Regions from separate parts of the Columba livia genome. Here region 2 is linked to region 1. A link is a contact called in public Hi-C data. All regions are on one chromosome and are shown on one strand. The core of a region is the stretch at or near the end of the contact, and the rest is flanking DNA. Distances in the headings are between cores, read along the strand shown.

Evidence for each region. A called contact is a pair of places that touch in the nucleus more often than the background predicts.
Region 2: a Hi-C map of crop shows a contact between it and region 1, with 3 times the contacts expected there. The contact joins the promoter of TBPL2 here to the enhancer-like site in region 1. A contact is called at or near these places in 2 of 2 Hi-C or Micro-C datasets (crop and liver).

The regions. Positions count from the first base shown.
Region 1 is chr5:3,760,992-3,768,365 of bColLiv1.pat.W.v2, reverse strand. All of the region lies in intron 1 of TMEM260 (transmembrane protein 260), which reads left to right. Among named protein-coding and RNA genes, the nearest start is that of PELI2, 110 kb to the left of the region's middle. Within about 2 kb of position 4,780, at least 1 of the 3 cell types and tissues checked has an H3K27ac peak away from gene starts, as active enhancers do.
Region 2 is chr5:4,077,599-4,084,972 of bColLiv1.pat.W.v2, reverse strand. TBPL2 (TATA-box binding protein like 2) reads right to left here and starts at 4,656. Exons shown (of 7, transcript XM_065063143.1): 1 at 4,483-4,656; 2 at 582-982. The coding sequence starts at 4,545. TRNAG-UCC (transfer RNA glycine (anticodon UCC)) reads left to right here and starts at 3,989; the gene lies at 3,989-4,060.

The sequences.
Region 1 (7,374 bases), core at 3,531-6,030:
AGAGGGAAAGGCACTTGGGTCCCATCCAGCTGGCAAGTGGTTCTGTGTAGGAGGTCGCAGGCATTTGCTGGTGTGGATTTAACATATGGATTAGCTGCAGCTTGGTGCATTCAGCTGGTGGGATTCAGCCCCATAGAAACCGGGAGCAGAATGTAGCAGCGGTGTTGCCCGCAGCTGCCGGGAACACGTGGGATGCAGCAAATATGTCTCCCGATGGTTGGGGAGGGACCAGCTATGCTTTAAAATATGTGATTTATGCTCTAATCGGTCTTGAAGCTTCATTATTCCAAGCATTAGTGTGTCTGAGCCAGTGGCCTTATTTGTTAATGCACTGAAAGCGGCAGCAGATGTGCTATTTTTCATCTGTGACCCGATCAGCTCGCTGATTCATTTACTTCCATTTTCATTTCCCTGTCATTGATTTATTAATGATGTCTTACTTATCTGGGGCTCTTTCGGAGGGTTCCTATGGCTCAGAGAGATGCTGGGGGAGGCCTCTCCAAATATCCCATTTTTCAAACCATATTCATCCTCATTGCTCCAGAGTTTAGACGCTTTAATCATTTAGTAACTGAAACAACCTCTGTGGCTTGTACAACTTGTGGATAATTTGTCAGCTGAGAGGGCAATGTCCCTCTTCCCCACTGCAGATGGGGCACCCCATCCTTCAGAGGTGTATTTCGGGGGGCACAGGGGCTCCATCCAGGAGGTCCATGGGATGCAGAGGAGGGGTGTCCAGGCTGAGAAAATGGACTGGTGTTCTTGCTTTTCTTTTGTCTCTGGTTTGCTTCAGCCTGAAATAATTTCAGGGGTAGAATTTGCACAAGAAGCGAAGTTTTCCCCTTTGAAAAACTGGTGAGAAGTTTGATCCAACTTATACAGATTTTCTTGGACAAGTAAGTCCTTTCTACCCTGACTATTTGACCTGGGTTGTGCTAGATCCACAAAACATTATTTATTTTCTGCTTCTTATTTTGAAAAATGTCTTTATTCCCACATCTCTCTGAACAGCAAGCCTTGGAGTTATTGGTTTGCCTTTGCCGTGGAAGGGGATTTTCTCCTGCCTCTGACCCATTGATGAATCTTTTCTGGACAAGGCACCAAGCAGAAGCTGCAGTGACCTGGGAAAAAACTGTGGCCAGCCCTGTCCCATGTTGTCCCCAGGGATGTCCACCCAGGCGCTTGGTATCCAGCATATTTCACAGTATCACAGTATGTCAGGGGTTGAAAGGGACCTGGAAAGCTCATCCAGTGCAATCCCCCCATGGAGCAGGAACACCCAGATGAGGTTACACAGGAAGGTGTCCAGGCGGGTTGGAATGTCTGCAGAGAAACAACCTTCCTGGGCAGCCTGGGCCAGGCTCTGCCACCCTCACCAGGAACAAGTTTCTTCTCAAATTTAAGTGGAACCTCTTGTGTTCCAGCTTAAACCCATTACTCCTTGTCCTATTATTGTTTGTCACCAAGAAGAGCCTGGCTCAGTCCTCATGGCACTCACCCTTTATATATTTATAACCATGACTGAGTCAACCTTCAGTCTCCTCTTCTCCAAACTAAAGGGACCCAGCTCCCTCAGCCTTTCTTCATAAGGGAGATGCTCCACTCCCTTAATCATCTTTGTTGCCCTGCGCTGGACTCTCTCCAGCAGTTCCCTGTCCTTCTTAAACTGAGAGGCCCAGAACTGTACACAATATTCCAGGTGTGGTCTCACCAGGGCGGAGTAGAGGGGAAGGAGAACCTCTCTCGATCTACTGACCACCCCCCTTGTAATACACCCCAGGTACCATTGGCCTTCCTGGCCACAAGGGCACAGTGCTGGCTCATGGTCATCCTGTTGTCCACCAGGACCCCCAGGTCCCTTTCCTCTACACTGCTCTCTAATATGTAATTTGCCAACCTATACTGGAACCTGGGGTTGTTCCTGCCCAGATGCAGGACTCCACACTTTCCCTTGTTAAATTTCATCAGGTTATTCCCCACCCAACTCTCCAGCCTGTCCAGGTCTCTGATGGCAGCACAGCCTCTGGTGTGTCAGCCACCCCTCCCAGCTTGGTGTCATCAGCAAACCTGCTGATAGTACACTCTATTCCCTCGTCCAAATCGTTAATGAATATATTGAATAATATTGCCCCCAGTACTGCCCCCTGAGGCACTGCACTAGATACTGGCCTCCAACTGGACTCTGCACCATTGACTACCACTCTCTGGCTTCTCTCTAAGCCAGTTTGCAACACACCTCACTACTCTATTGTCTAGACCACATCTTTCAATCTTTTTCTTCCTGAAACCCTTTTTCACTTGGCATCACGCTTTGCCAAAGTTAAACCAGTGCCCAAAAAAGCTCTTCTTACTGATAAGGATCTTCTTTTGCTGAGCAACTCTGACCTAAGACCTGCAGGGCTTTCCAGAAACCAAATTCTGCCATGAAACACACACATCAAACCCCTGGATTTGGGGAAGGCCGTTCCAAGTTTATTCCCAGGTCCTCCATGCTTTTATTCAGCCAGCCCTAAAGCATCATCCCTTGCCCCTATAAACTGCTCCTTGCTCCCACTGTTCCTGTTGGGAATGTCTGGGAAATACTCTCTATTTTCAGCTGCTCGGGTGAGTCCCTGGGGAAACTCTCTTTGGCTTCTGGGGCTATTTGAGGGATTTATAGAGTTGTTCAAGTAACTGCTCCCTGAGCCACAGATGTGCCTGTGATCTCGCTGCTCCATCCCATCACTGCTTTGATTCCCAAACTAGTTGACTCCTTGGCTCTCTGTGGGATAATTGGCTCGTTATACAGCTTCTCCTCTTTTTATTTATATATTTTTTTAAGGAAAAGTAAAGTTTCCTGGGTTTTTTTTGTTGCTGTTTTTTGGTTTTGCTTTTTCTTTTTCCTTCTGTGTCCCTCTTGCATGATGAATTTTACTCACTGATAAAAGGCTCACAAGCTTAGAGACAGCAGGTCTGTTACGTTATTGATGCTATAGACGAACCCTTGCTGCTTTTATACATGTAAGTACCTTTCCAGATCAATAAATCAACATTAACATTGCTTTCAATTTGTACAACACATTGAGGGAATTTGCTGGGTAATTTTTTTTTATCTTCCTGATTAATTAATTTTTCCCCGGGTAAAATTCAGACACTTCAGGGGCAGATCCTCATCCTGATGTCCTGGATTTTCCCCAATGCCATCTCTGAATTCTCTCTTGGATGTAACCCAGCTTTAGCTGGGCACTGTCAGAGGGGAAAAAACAAGTGTTCTTGTGGTTTTGTTCTCTTTCAGAAAGGAAAATATCCAGTGCCACAAACAGGGATAAAACCCTTCCCCAAACCCTTGGGGAGCTATAGCTTGGGAGGTGTTATTCTCTTCCCCTGAGCCAAATGTGTTTGCTTTCTAAGGCTGCCCAAATCTGCATTGAAATGGGGAAAAAAAGAGGCTCAGTGTTTCTGCCGGGGCTGGGAATAATGCACATTTTGAATGCACCCCACCTGCTTCTCCCCCACAATTAGGGCCGCTGAGCTAAAGCCACTTGCTTGGGAATGCCCTCGAGACATGTTTGCACATCGACACAGTCCATTACCCCATCTCCACGGGTTTTATTGTCGCTATTTATTAAAGACTCAGGAAATGTACAAAACGGACTCTTTCTGCAAGGAAAAGACCTTTATGGGCTCTGGGGGGGGAACAGGGGGAGAGCAAAACCAGAGCCACTAGCATGAAAAATCACTGCCCCCCCACTCCCAGGGGTGAGATCTACTGCCATGGGCACACGAGCCTGATTTACACCCTGGATGGGAAACTTTCTCAGCTTCTTCTTTTTATTTTCCTAAAACATTTGGAAAATAAAGCAGCTGAGCACCTCAGCCCCTGGGCCCTCGGTTCGTTTTCCCTTGCACAGGGTGAAACGCGGCCATTGCACTGGGGCACCTCACTTCAGCACATGTTCCCCCCCACGGTCCCTTATTATCAGGGTAGAGATTAACCTCACATCCTTTAAAATTGTCTTGCTCACAGGCAGTTTGCAAACTCATGGCTTCAGCTTCTCCATCCGTTCAAAGCTGGGATCTCCTGTATTTCCTCTCCCAGTGTTTTTGCATCTGGGATTTGGGCTAGAAACCCCTTTTTTAATTTTTCTTTTATTTATTTTAGTTTAGTTTAGTTTAGTTTGGTTTATTTTATTTTCTATTTTATTATATATTTTATTTTGGTTTATTTTATTTTAATTTTATTTTATTTTGGTTTATTTTATTTTAAGTTTATTTTATTTTATTTTTATTTTGGTTTATTTTATTTTATTTTATTTTTTATATTATTTTATTTATTTTATATTTTATTATACATTTTATTTTGGTTTATTTTATTTTTATTTTATTTTCTTTTTAATTTAATTCTATTTTATTTTATTTTATTTTGGTTTATTTTATTTTACTTTACTTTATTTTATTTTATTTTATTTTATTTTATTTTATTTCATTTCATTTCATTTATTTTATATTTTTATTTATTTTATATTTTCCTGCTTGCTCACACATCCTAGTAGCTCAGTGTACAGATTTGGGAAGAGCCAGGCAGCGATGTGGCGGCTTGGGCTGCCCTCTCTTGGCGCTGCCGTATGTTGCACACAGCAAATTCACCAGCCAGAAAAATTTCCATAGCGTCCTCCCCACCACATCTTACCTCCCTCGCAATGCTCGATGAGCAGGGCTGCTTTAAACGTCTTCTTCCATCCTCCGCTTTCATTACACGGTGCTCAGGTTCCCAACTCCCTGTTGAAGGTCAGGGACCATATTGTGACTCGGTGATCCGGGCACATCTGTCTGCCAACTTCCTTAATGAACGTTTTGAATCTCGCTTTTGGCCCTACGGTAGCTCCGAAACAGCCCTTGGGGGAGTAATTAAGGATCTTTTTTTCACAATATGTGTGAATGTGACCTCCTGCTTCCCCCTCCCGCCCCCAGCCGTTGGAAATCACTGCAGTGCACATGTGATAAGGCACGAAATCCCCCTGAGTCATGAGGGCAGAGCTGCTCGATAGCGCTTGGCAAGTCCTGTGACTCCTTCTTGGCAGGAAAGCTGCTGCATCTCATCAGCGAGACCAGGAAAGGGTACAGCCCAAGGTTATAGGCAATCTGGGTTTTTTTTGCTGTTGTTGGGGTTTTTTGGTTTGTTTTTTTAAAATATAAATTTGGATAATATTGATCTATTTAACTTGCTTATGTGCAGCTTGCTGGTTTTTCGCTCTGCAAGGCACAGCGTGGCTCTGGCTGGAATATTTGGGCAGGGGGGCACATGATGCCAGACCCTGACCTGGCCCAGAAAAATGCTGTTTCCCAGGTTTGGAGACTGTGGTCAGCTTGTCTGTGCTTTTTTCTGTAATATATCCAATCTTTTTTCTATTTTACTTTACTTTTTTCTATAAGGGCTTTGCATTTGCAGAGAAGAGAACTGGGGGGATGCTGCTTACAGGGGTCATCTACATCACCCTATGTACTGCTGTGCTGTTTGTCATAGAATCATTCTGGTTGGAAACGACCTTTAAGATCATCGAGTCCAACCATTATACGGTAGGCAGTTGGGGATCAGCATCTTTACTTGGGCTCCAGAGCAAAACCAGCTGAGGGGTTCAGCCAAAACCTGCTGCTCCCCACAGGGTGTGGGTTTGGGCATTTGAAGAAAAGAACCCTACAGCCACATCATCATTCTGACCTGTTTTGTGAAACAACCCTTTGGTTTCCAGGCACTCCTGTCTTGGAGGGGCCAAAGGACATGCTGCTTTCTGCCCCTGCGTTTGTCACACAGACCTGATAAAATTGCTCTTGATTGCTAATTTCTCTGCTGGGTTTTTCTCTGGAGCCGTTATCAGGATGGAAGATAAGACCATGTGAGACTGTGTGAGTGGATGCGTCAGATAAAAAACCAAATACTGTGCCTTAGAAGTCGCCTTGTGCTTCCATGGATTTGCTGCAGCAACAGCAAAGAAATCTGTTTTCCTTCTCCATTTTTTTTAAACTCAGTAATGATCTGTTCCTGATGAGAACAAAACTAGCGAGCTAGGGCTGAAAATAGAATTGTTTATGAAAATACCCATTAAACAGCTGCTCTCTGACTCCTGCCCAGTGGGTCGGGCATGGGGCTGAGGGTTTTTGTTAGCAGAGGACCCCATTGCAGCTCCCAGTAGCTCCCAGTATCTCCCAGCAGCTTCCAGCAGCTCCAGTGCTCTGGATGGAGCTGCAGCTGCACATGGTCCCAGTGACACCTTGGGCTGGTGGCCACATCCCCTCTGCCGCAGGCTGTGCAGCTGGCCCTGGGACAAAAGGAGCCCCCAGCATCTCCTGAACAGCACCCATGACACCAAAAAGCCATGGGGATTTCTCAACTCACACCGGGGATTTAACAGAGCATCCCTCTTTGGCCACTTTGATTCAGGGAGTTACGTGTTTTGCTGCCATTGGGCATGAGGGTACTTGTGATGTGTCAGTCCCTGTGACACCAGGGCCCTGTGGGACACAGACTGTTTGGCCCAAAATCACGTCCGGAGGTTGAAACATCACTTTTCCTCCTGCAAATTGCTTCCAAAAGTCAGGCAGGGTATCTCAATGACCCACCTTGAGCCCCACCACCCCAAATTTAAAGTTGGCCCTAATTTGTGCTACCAAAAGCAATGTTTTTCCTGTATTTTTTCCCAGTAGATAACTTCTCTGGGTGGAGCAAGGAGGTGATCTTGCATCTCTTTATGGATCAGCAGAGAATCTGTGGGAACCATCCCCAGCTTGTTGCCCCCACCACTGTGTGCTCAGCACCATCACCCACCCCCCTACTTCTGGAGTAGCTGCTTCTCATCGAACCTCAGCTGAGGATGAGGGTAGAGCTGCTTTGGGATCAATCCCAAAGATGGTCTAAAGGCCACGGTCAGCAACACACCCGGAATAACGCTGACAACCCAACGCTGCTTCCCGAAACACCTTCATATTCACTGCCAATGTCCAATATTTGCTGCTGCCCTGTAATGCACAATACGAGCGAAGCCCTCTGGTCTGCAGAAATTACCACAACCCGATAATTATGTCCTTGGCTGGCGCAGGGAAGGGGGGGAAATGCGGGGTGGGGGGGATGTTGAGCTGCGGCTCCATCCCTGGGTACTGCTGCCATCTAATGCCCAAGCCCGGAGGGCGCAGGGATGCTCAGGCACCATCCAGCCAGACCCTCCTGCCCAAGAGAGACAACATCACCTGGGGATGAAAAAGATGACACTTTGGGAAGCTGAAACAGAAAAACAACAGGCCGCTTTCTTTAAAGGATATTGTTTCTGCAGGTAAGTGATGCTCCTTTCCGAAGCACGGACTCTAATTACCATTACGGACAACACAGCAGCATCCGAGCAG
Region 2 (7,374 bases), core at 3,407-5,906, 320 kb before region 1:
TATCACTTCTCTCCATGCCTCTTTCTCAGTTCAGACTGACATCTGTAAAGCCCTGGAGTCTGCTGTCATCCTTAACATCCTCCTTGCTGGATTAAATCCTCCTTTTCAAGTATTTTTGTCTTTTTGTCCTGCAGACTGAGGTAAGCAGCAGCACATACTATACATATACAGTTTCTGTCAAACACTTCTCCCATGGGGAGACTTCACCTCCTGTCTCCTGGAAGAGAGACAGGACCTCACCTCCTGTCTCCCCCTTAAGCAGCCAGAGGCATTTCAGATACTCACCCAGCGTATTTATCAAGCTCACTCCCCCCTGTTTTGCTAAGCTGGGTATTGTTCTGTGCCACTTTCTGTTTATATGTTGCACTGATCAGCACAATATCTAGTTGCCTTCTGATATTATCAGTTCATTTGCTCCACCTCTTTTCAAAGAGGAATAGCTGCACCTCTACTTTTTTTGAGTGCGGACTTATTTAAGACCAAACCGTGACTGCTACAATCTCCAAATGAGAAGTCAGAACAGTGCTTAAGTGAAACTATGACTATTTCATATATATAGCATATACAATACGTAAACTTACTGTAACTGAGGAACTATGCCGGAGCTTTCTGATGCAGATGTCGCTGGGGTCATCGGAGTCATTGGTGTCAAAGGACACGAGTCAGATGCTTCAGGAGATGGTTGAGTTGCATCTGGGTACGACAAGCCCCTTTCATCCATGCCACTGCTGCCCTCCTTTCTTGGTATTGACTCATCAAGTTCTTCTTGCATTTCACTACCATCTTTAGAGAGATTTTGTTCTTTGTTATCTTGGGTGATATCTGCAAGAAAGCTGAGATCCACAGTGGAGAAGTCTGTAGAAAGCTCTTTGGGCTGATTAAATTGAGAGCTGAACAACACATCTTCAGTTGCTTGAATTGGGAGGTCTACATCGTAAGGGCTCACGGGAGTAAACAGCTGAAGACTGGTGGAGAGGTCATCCTTGAATTAAAAAAAAGTGTCATTAAGGATCTTGTATTAAAACATTAATTGGGAGGTTAAATTAAGATCAATCTTCTGTTCACTTAGGAGTTTCAGTCATCTTTCCCCATACATATTATAGCAAAGGATAGTTTTAAGATTTGAGAATGTGCCATTTGCTTGTCCATCAGCATATAAAAATCCAGATAGCTTCGAGAGCAGAGATGTGCATTTCCCACCACACTTCAAAGGCGGTCTAGGGTACTCCTGCAATACCACAACCTGGGAAATACTATATATTGTACCTCCAGCAGTGACTGGAGGAACAGCGTTGGCACCTTCTCCTTCACAGCTGTTGCTGTGCCTCGGTTCTGCACATAACCAACACCATCGCTCATGACTTTCTCCAAGGAATTTTCTGGCTGGCTTCAACTCCCATTCAGTATATTACTATTTCCTCTACTTGCTACCAGGGGACAGTGTCAGTGTTGTGCTGGGTTTATGCAACAGAGGGCAGCAGCTCACAGAATCGTGAAGAGTTTCTTCTTTTCAACTGCTGGAGGTCACCAGATTAGTTTGAGACACAGTCAGCAAAGCCAGCATCCTTTCCCAGATCAAGCATGCAACATATCTGCAAGTTCTTGCATACTAATGTCCTTCTTTATCAGGTATTTATTATTAAAAACTATAATATTGAGGAGGCAAGAATCTAGGAAAGGATTTATTCCCTTATGCATTAGGGCTTAAGCTTCTAGTTAGTGGAAATCTTCTTCCAAGAAGTTGGTTTCTGCCAATATCCACCACAGGTGACAGCCCGGACCAGGTGATCCGTACAAGAAGTTTTGTGCTCATTTAAGCATTTTTGGCGTTGAGACACAGAAGGACTTGAAAAATGCAAGCGCAAAACAGAACAGGGGAAAGCGCACAAGACCAAGACCCTCAAGTTGGCAGCAACTTCCCAAGCTCAAGCGGGTTTTCCAGATTGATGCTTTCCAGCCCTGAGCTAGTGCTGCTCTATCTTCTATGCTAATTAACTCAATGAACACAACCACGCACACAGAGATATCTGCTCCCACTTACTCGGCAGCATATTTGCCTGTAGGCACTTGGAAAACCCCCACCAAGAGACAAATTCTCCTAGAGAACCTTTGCTAGCTTGAATACCGACATGATCAGGTCTAGCTTTGAAAGCATCATGAACACCCAGGTTCAAAACTTGCTTCTAAAACTGACTTCCAGGTGCAGAGCCCCATACAAGATCATTTAGGGCAGAAGGCCTTAACACCTTAAACCCTTAAAGACCTTAACACCTCAGCTCTTCAGGAAACAGGACCCAGGAGCACTAAGCTTTGAGAGGTCAGATACAAATGTATTAACAGTTACAAATAACAATAAGCTATGGAATAGCTAAAATATATCTGTTTAAAACAGATATTCTTCCAGTTAGCAACAGGGAAAGGAAGGCACAACCTCTGCAAGGCCTCCAGTGGAGTAAAACTTAGTAGTACAGGAGCTAATCAGGAAGTTTTGTATGAGCTGTGATGCAGAGAAGGTGGCACAAAAGCAGCCTCATCACTGTGAGCCTGTAGGACTAGTTGCACATCATAGAGGCATCAGAGAATATAAGAAATACAAAAGAGATGAAAAGCAGACAGTTTGTGGCATAGCTTAGAGAAAGAAGCTGATGGAGAAATAGTAGCCTGGAAGCATTAAACAGCTGAAAAAACAAATCAAGAAAAGCATCAGAGGAGTAAAATGCATAAAGGAGACAGGAAGATTTGCTTTCGGTTTCTTTCTCGTCAAGTTTTCACAAAAGTGGTCAGGGAAAAATAAAGCCTTTATAGGGTTAAGCGCTGGGGAAGATTGCCTTCTTGTTAGCCAGATGCTCAGAGGCTGTGAAAGGGGGCACAAGACCATGTTTATATCAGGCTGGCTGCCAAGGGCTATTGCTAGAGACTCTGGGTTAATTAACTCCACTGAAGGCCCCATCAACTGCATAGCGCTTTGGACATCTCCCAGCAGCCCCAGGAAGGAGATTTCACACATAGATCCTGTCTGAGATCACTCCAGTTTGGGGCAGCTCAAGGGGAAACAGCCATTTTCACTCTCACTGCAGGAATCCCTGCAACCCAGGTACACAGAAATAAAAAATCAAATCCAGCTGCTTTAAGCAACAGACTCATCTTTTTTTCCTTTCTGCAGTGGTATCCCACACGTTGTTGCTATTATCAACTGTCCCAGCAAGCCTGGAATACAAAAAGCTCAGCAGCATTTGTAAACCCCTAGTTATACCTCACCACATTATATACTTTATAGGGCCATATGCAGAGGGCTGTACTGACTGCCACTGGGAAGTCTCTGGATTCAAACAGCCTGTGCAAAAATGATTTTCTGAGCTGAAAAGCAGTTTACAATGGATGCACATAAACAAGCTGTGTTCCTGTGTAACCTCGTCTGGGTGTTCCTGCTCCAGCAGGGGGATTGCACTGGATGAGCTTTTGGGGTCCCTTCTGACCCCTGACATTCTGTGACTCTGTGTGACTCCCTGGGTGAAGATGATGCCCAGTTGTGGAGTCCAGTTCTCTTCTAGTCCTTCACCCTGTTGCCTCTACAACCACCTCAGCCCGGGATGGCTGTTTCATATAAAAAACCCCAAAGTTTTTGCAAACATTTACCAACCAGCATGAAAAGATCTGAGCCTCCTGCCTGCCTCAGTGCCAAGATACTCTGGTACACAGCCTGGCCCTCACAAACACCACTCCATAGCAAGGCACAGCAGCAGATGAGAAAAAGCTCCCGCAGCAGAGAGCCCCTCCACGGCTTCTCCATCCTCCCAGCAGCGCTGGACCACTATATCCCAGTATCACCCTACTCAAGGCCGGACTGGAGGTGCCGGCTAAGCTGTCTGGGGACAGAGAGGAGCTCCGCAAGGCAGCAAAATTCACTGGGCAGCCCAGCTTAATCAAGCTCAGCTCAGGCAGGACTGTATTAGACTTAAAGCGCGGGCGGGGCCGCTTAATCGCCGCAGCGTTGGTGGTATAGTGGTGAGCATAGCTGCCTTCCAAGCAGTTGACCCGGGTTCGATTCCCGGCCAACGCAGCTTCAGACAGTTTTCTTTTACTTATACTTTTTAATAGTCTCCCGTGGCCTACCTGCCCGCCGCAGCGCTCCAGGTACCGCTCCAGCGGCAACACATCGTCCATGGGCACAACCGCCCACCCGGGACCCGAAACACCGCCCCCCAGCCCCGCTTTAACCCCGAGGGGCCGCACCGGGGCAGGTGCAGCTCATCAGAGAGCAGAGCCTCGCACAGCTGGCTTTTATATACAACGATTTTTACCCTTTTGAGCCTTTTTCCTGCCACGCCGGGGTTTGCTCCATCTTCTGGAAATGGTAGAGAAATCGGGGTGCTCTCATGCGCTTTACGTGAGCCTCCAAAAGTAGCCTGCTCCCCTCTGCAGGGCTGGAGATAAATGGGGAGTCAGAGCTGCGACTTTGGCCTTGCAAAGGTAATGCTCCACCTCTAGCCGTTGCTTTTTAGCAAGCAGGTGTAATGTGCCCTTAATTTCTCCCACCTGCTTCATCAAGTGCAATATGGAGCATCTGGTCCTTTGAGAAGAGCCTCAGTCCAAAGTGATAAACCTCAAATTGCAACAAAATGGCTTATTCTCAGCTGGGGCAGTGTTGCTAATGCTGCTGAGGAGGAGGAGGAGGAGGAAACCATCTTTCCTTTCGTTTGCTGCTGTCTTTCCCTTGCAGATATTTTCCCCAGTGGCATCCCTGTTTTTGCAGCCCCCTGTGAGCAATGGTTTAATTTAAGGCTATTCTGTTTTCAAAAAAGTCATGTCTTTTGAGACCCCACCTGGAGTTCTGCATCTGGCTCTGGGTCCTCAGCACAGGACAGACATGGACCTGCTGGAGAGGGGCCAGAGGAGCCACAGAAATGATGCAATGCTGGAACAGCTCTGCTGGGAGGACAGGCTGAGAGAGCTGGGGTGTTCAGCTGGAGAAGTGAAGCTCTGGGGAGACCTTACTGTGGCCTTTCTGGACTTAAAAGAGGCTGATAAGAAAGATGGGGACAGACTTTTCAGCAGGGCCTGTTGTGATAGGACAAGGGGTGATGGGTTTAAACTAAAGGAAGGAGATTCAGGCCGGACATGAGGAAGAAATTGTTGCCCCTGGGAGTGGTGAGAGCCTGGCCCAGGTTGGCCAGAGAGGTGGTGGATGAACCATCCCTGGAGACATCCCAGGCCAGGCTGGACGGGGCTCTGAGCAACCTGAGCTGGTGAAGATGTCCCTGCTCATGGCAGGGGGGGCACTGGGGGAGTTTGGAAGGTCCCTTTGACACAAACTATTCTGTGATTCTATGTACGGAGAGTTCAGGTGCGAGGCAGCGCGTTGCCAGGAGGGATTTTGTGTTATGCTGCTTCTTGATGCTGTGGGAGCATTGTGCTGCTAACACAGCTCAACTTGGGCGCTGCTTGACTAGATGCCAGCGGCTGCTGTCTGGCTTGTTCCTTCTCTCCTGTCCTGTTGCTGTACGGTGTCGGATGGATGGCTTTCTGTGAAGGTGCAGCTGAGGACACATCCTTGTCCCTGTGTGGGCTGGTGGATGTGCTGACTGCCATGATGAATGTGATCACTGAGAGATTTGCCTGCAAACAGCTAGATGAGCTGAAGAAACCCTTTGGAAGAAGTTGTTGAAGCCCCAGCACACAGCAGGTCTTTGGGAAGTGCTGCTAGGTGCTTCTTGCTGCCTCAGAGGTGTGAAGGATTAGATTTGTATCCTTTATCCGTGGGGCAGAGTGTGGCTGATGAGCATCCTTCCCTCCTCACCACAGCCTGCTGGGCCGGTTTCGTGGTATTTCTGAGACTCACCTTGCTCTGGTGCTTCGGAGGTGCCAATTTCCCCCAGCTCCAGAAAAATCCAGCCTGCAGCAGGTTGATTTACATCACACAGCCCATCCTGAGCACCCAGGAGGCGAGTGGAGCAGCAAAGCAAGGAAAGGACTCCCGGAGAGGTTACACCTTGAATTACGGAGGCCAGTGGAGCTACCTCAGACCAGTTCAAGGCGGTTAAAACTGAAATGTCCTGCTCGGGGCTGGCAGGTGATCGGGGTGGTTGCAGACAGCTGCCTTTGCCAGCACAATGGGATGGGTGCTGAGGGCTGGGAGCCCTCACAGGCTCCTTCGTTACATGAATTTTGGTTTGTCCTCGCAGTGCCATCCCACGGGGACAGGAGGTTCCACTCCCGCAGTGTGTGAACACTATTGCTGTGCTTGCGGTGGGAAGCTGGAGTGTTGTGGTGTCTCCCTGGTGTGGCCCTGCCTGTAGCATCGCAGCCGCAGTACCTTGGGTTTCCTCGTCTGATTAGTCCCTCGTTGCGCTGCAGAACCCCTTGGAGATGTTCATCCTGCAGCTCCCGGGGACTGACTTGTCTGCTTTTTGTGAACCTGAGATGGAGAGGTCAAACCGTGGTGTTTAAGGGAGAAAGACTACGTCAGAGATGAACACAAAATATTAATCTCTTAATGTTGGTGTTGCTTCTTTCCTTGGATAGGGGTATTCTGGAAACGGCATAGGCACCGACGGGTGTGGTTTTGGGTAAGTCATGAGGTTTGGTGCCTCCTCTGTTGAACGGGCGCAAGATTGTTTACCCATCTTGAGGCAGAGGAGGAGGGAAGACATTTAGTAAGCGGAGAGATCACCAGAGGAGTCAAGAGCCACATTGTGTGGGCGATCCAAGCTCTCAGGGTTGCTTTGATGTAGGGAAAAGCTTTTCTAAGTGCTGCCCAAGGGAGGGGAGGCATTGCTGTGCCTCGGGAGGGCTCCTCCTCAAGGCCGGGCATTCCTCTTTTTTTTTTATTTAACCTTTTTAAAAATTTATTTTTAAAATTCATTTTGTAAAGCAGCAGCCGCCCGGAGCCAGGCCAAGGTGAGTCATGAGCAGGGAAGGAGCCGCATCCCCGAGCGCAGGAGCCAGTTACGGGGTGATGAATCATCTCGAATACGTAGTTACTGTGATGATGAATTGTCATGAGTCTTAATTAGCAAATTGGTTCATTTTACTTCGAAAGTTGATGATTTGTACAACAATAAAGCGCTTTGTGCGTTCTTTGTAAGAGTCATTCAATATCAGTCTTCCTTGGATAACTAATTGGAGAAGACAGTTCCAGAGCTTCTACTTGCATTCCGGTTGCTTAAACATTCCTGTAGCAGACATTCCTGCATTACCTGGATGCTATAATGTGGTTATGGGGTGGGACTAATCACAGGAGACTTCCACAAACCTGGAAGGGACAAGGAGCAAGTCCGTAAGGAAGCTCTACCTGTTTTATTCCTCAGTGCTTTCACCAGCTGCTTCTCTCGCAGCATGCTGTAAATGCCTTGCTGCGTGCTTTGAAGTTGGTAA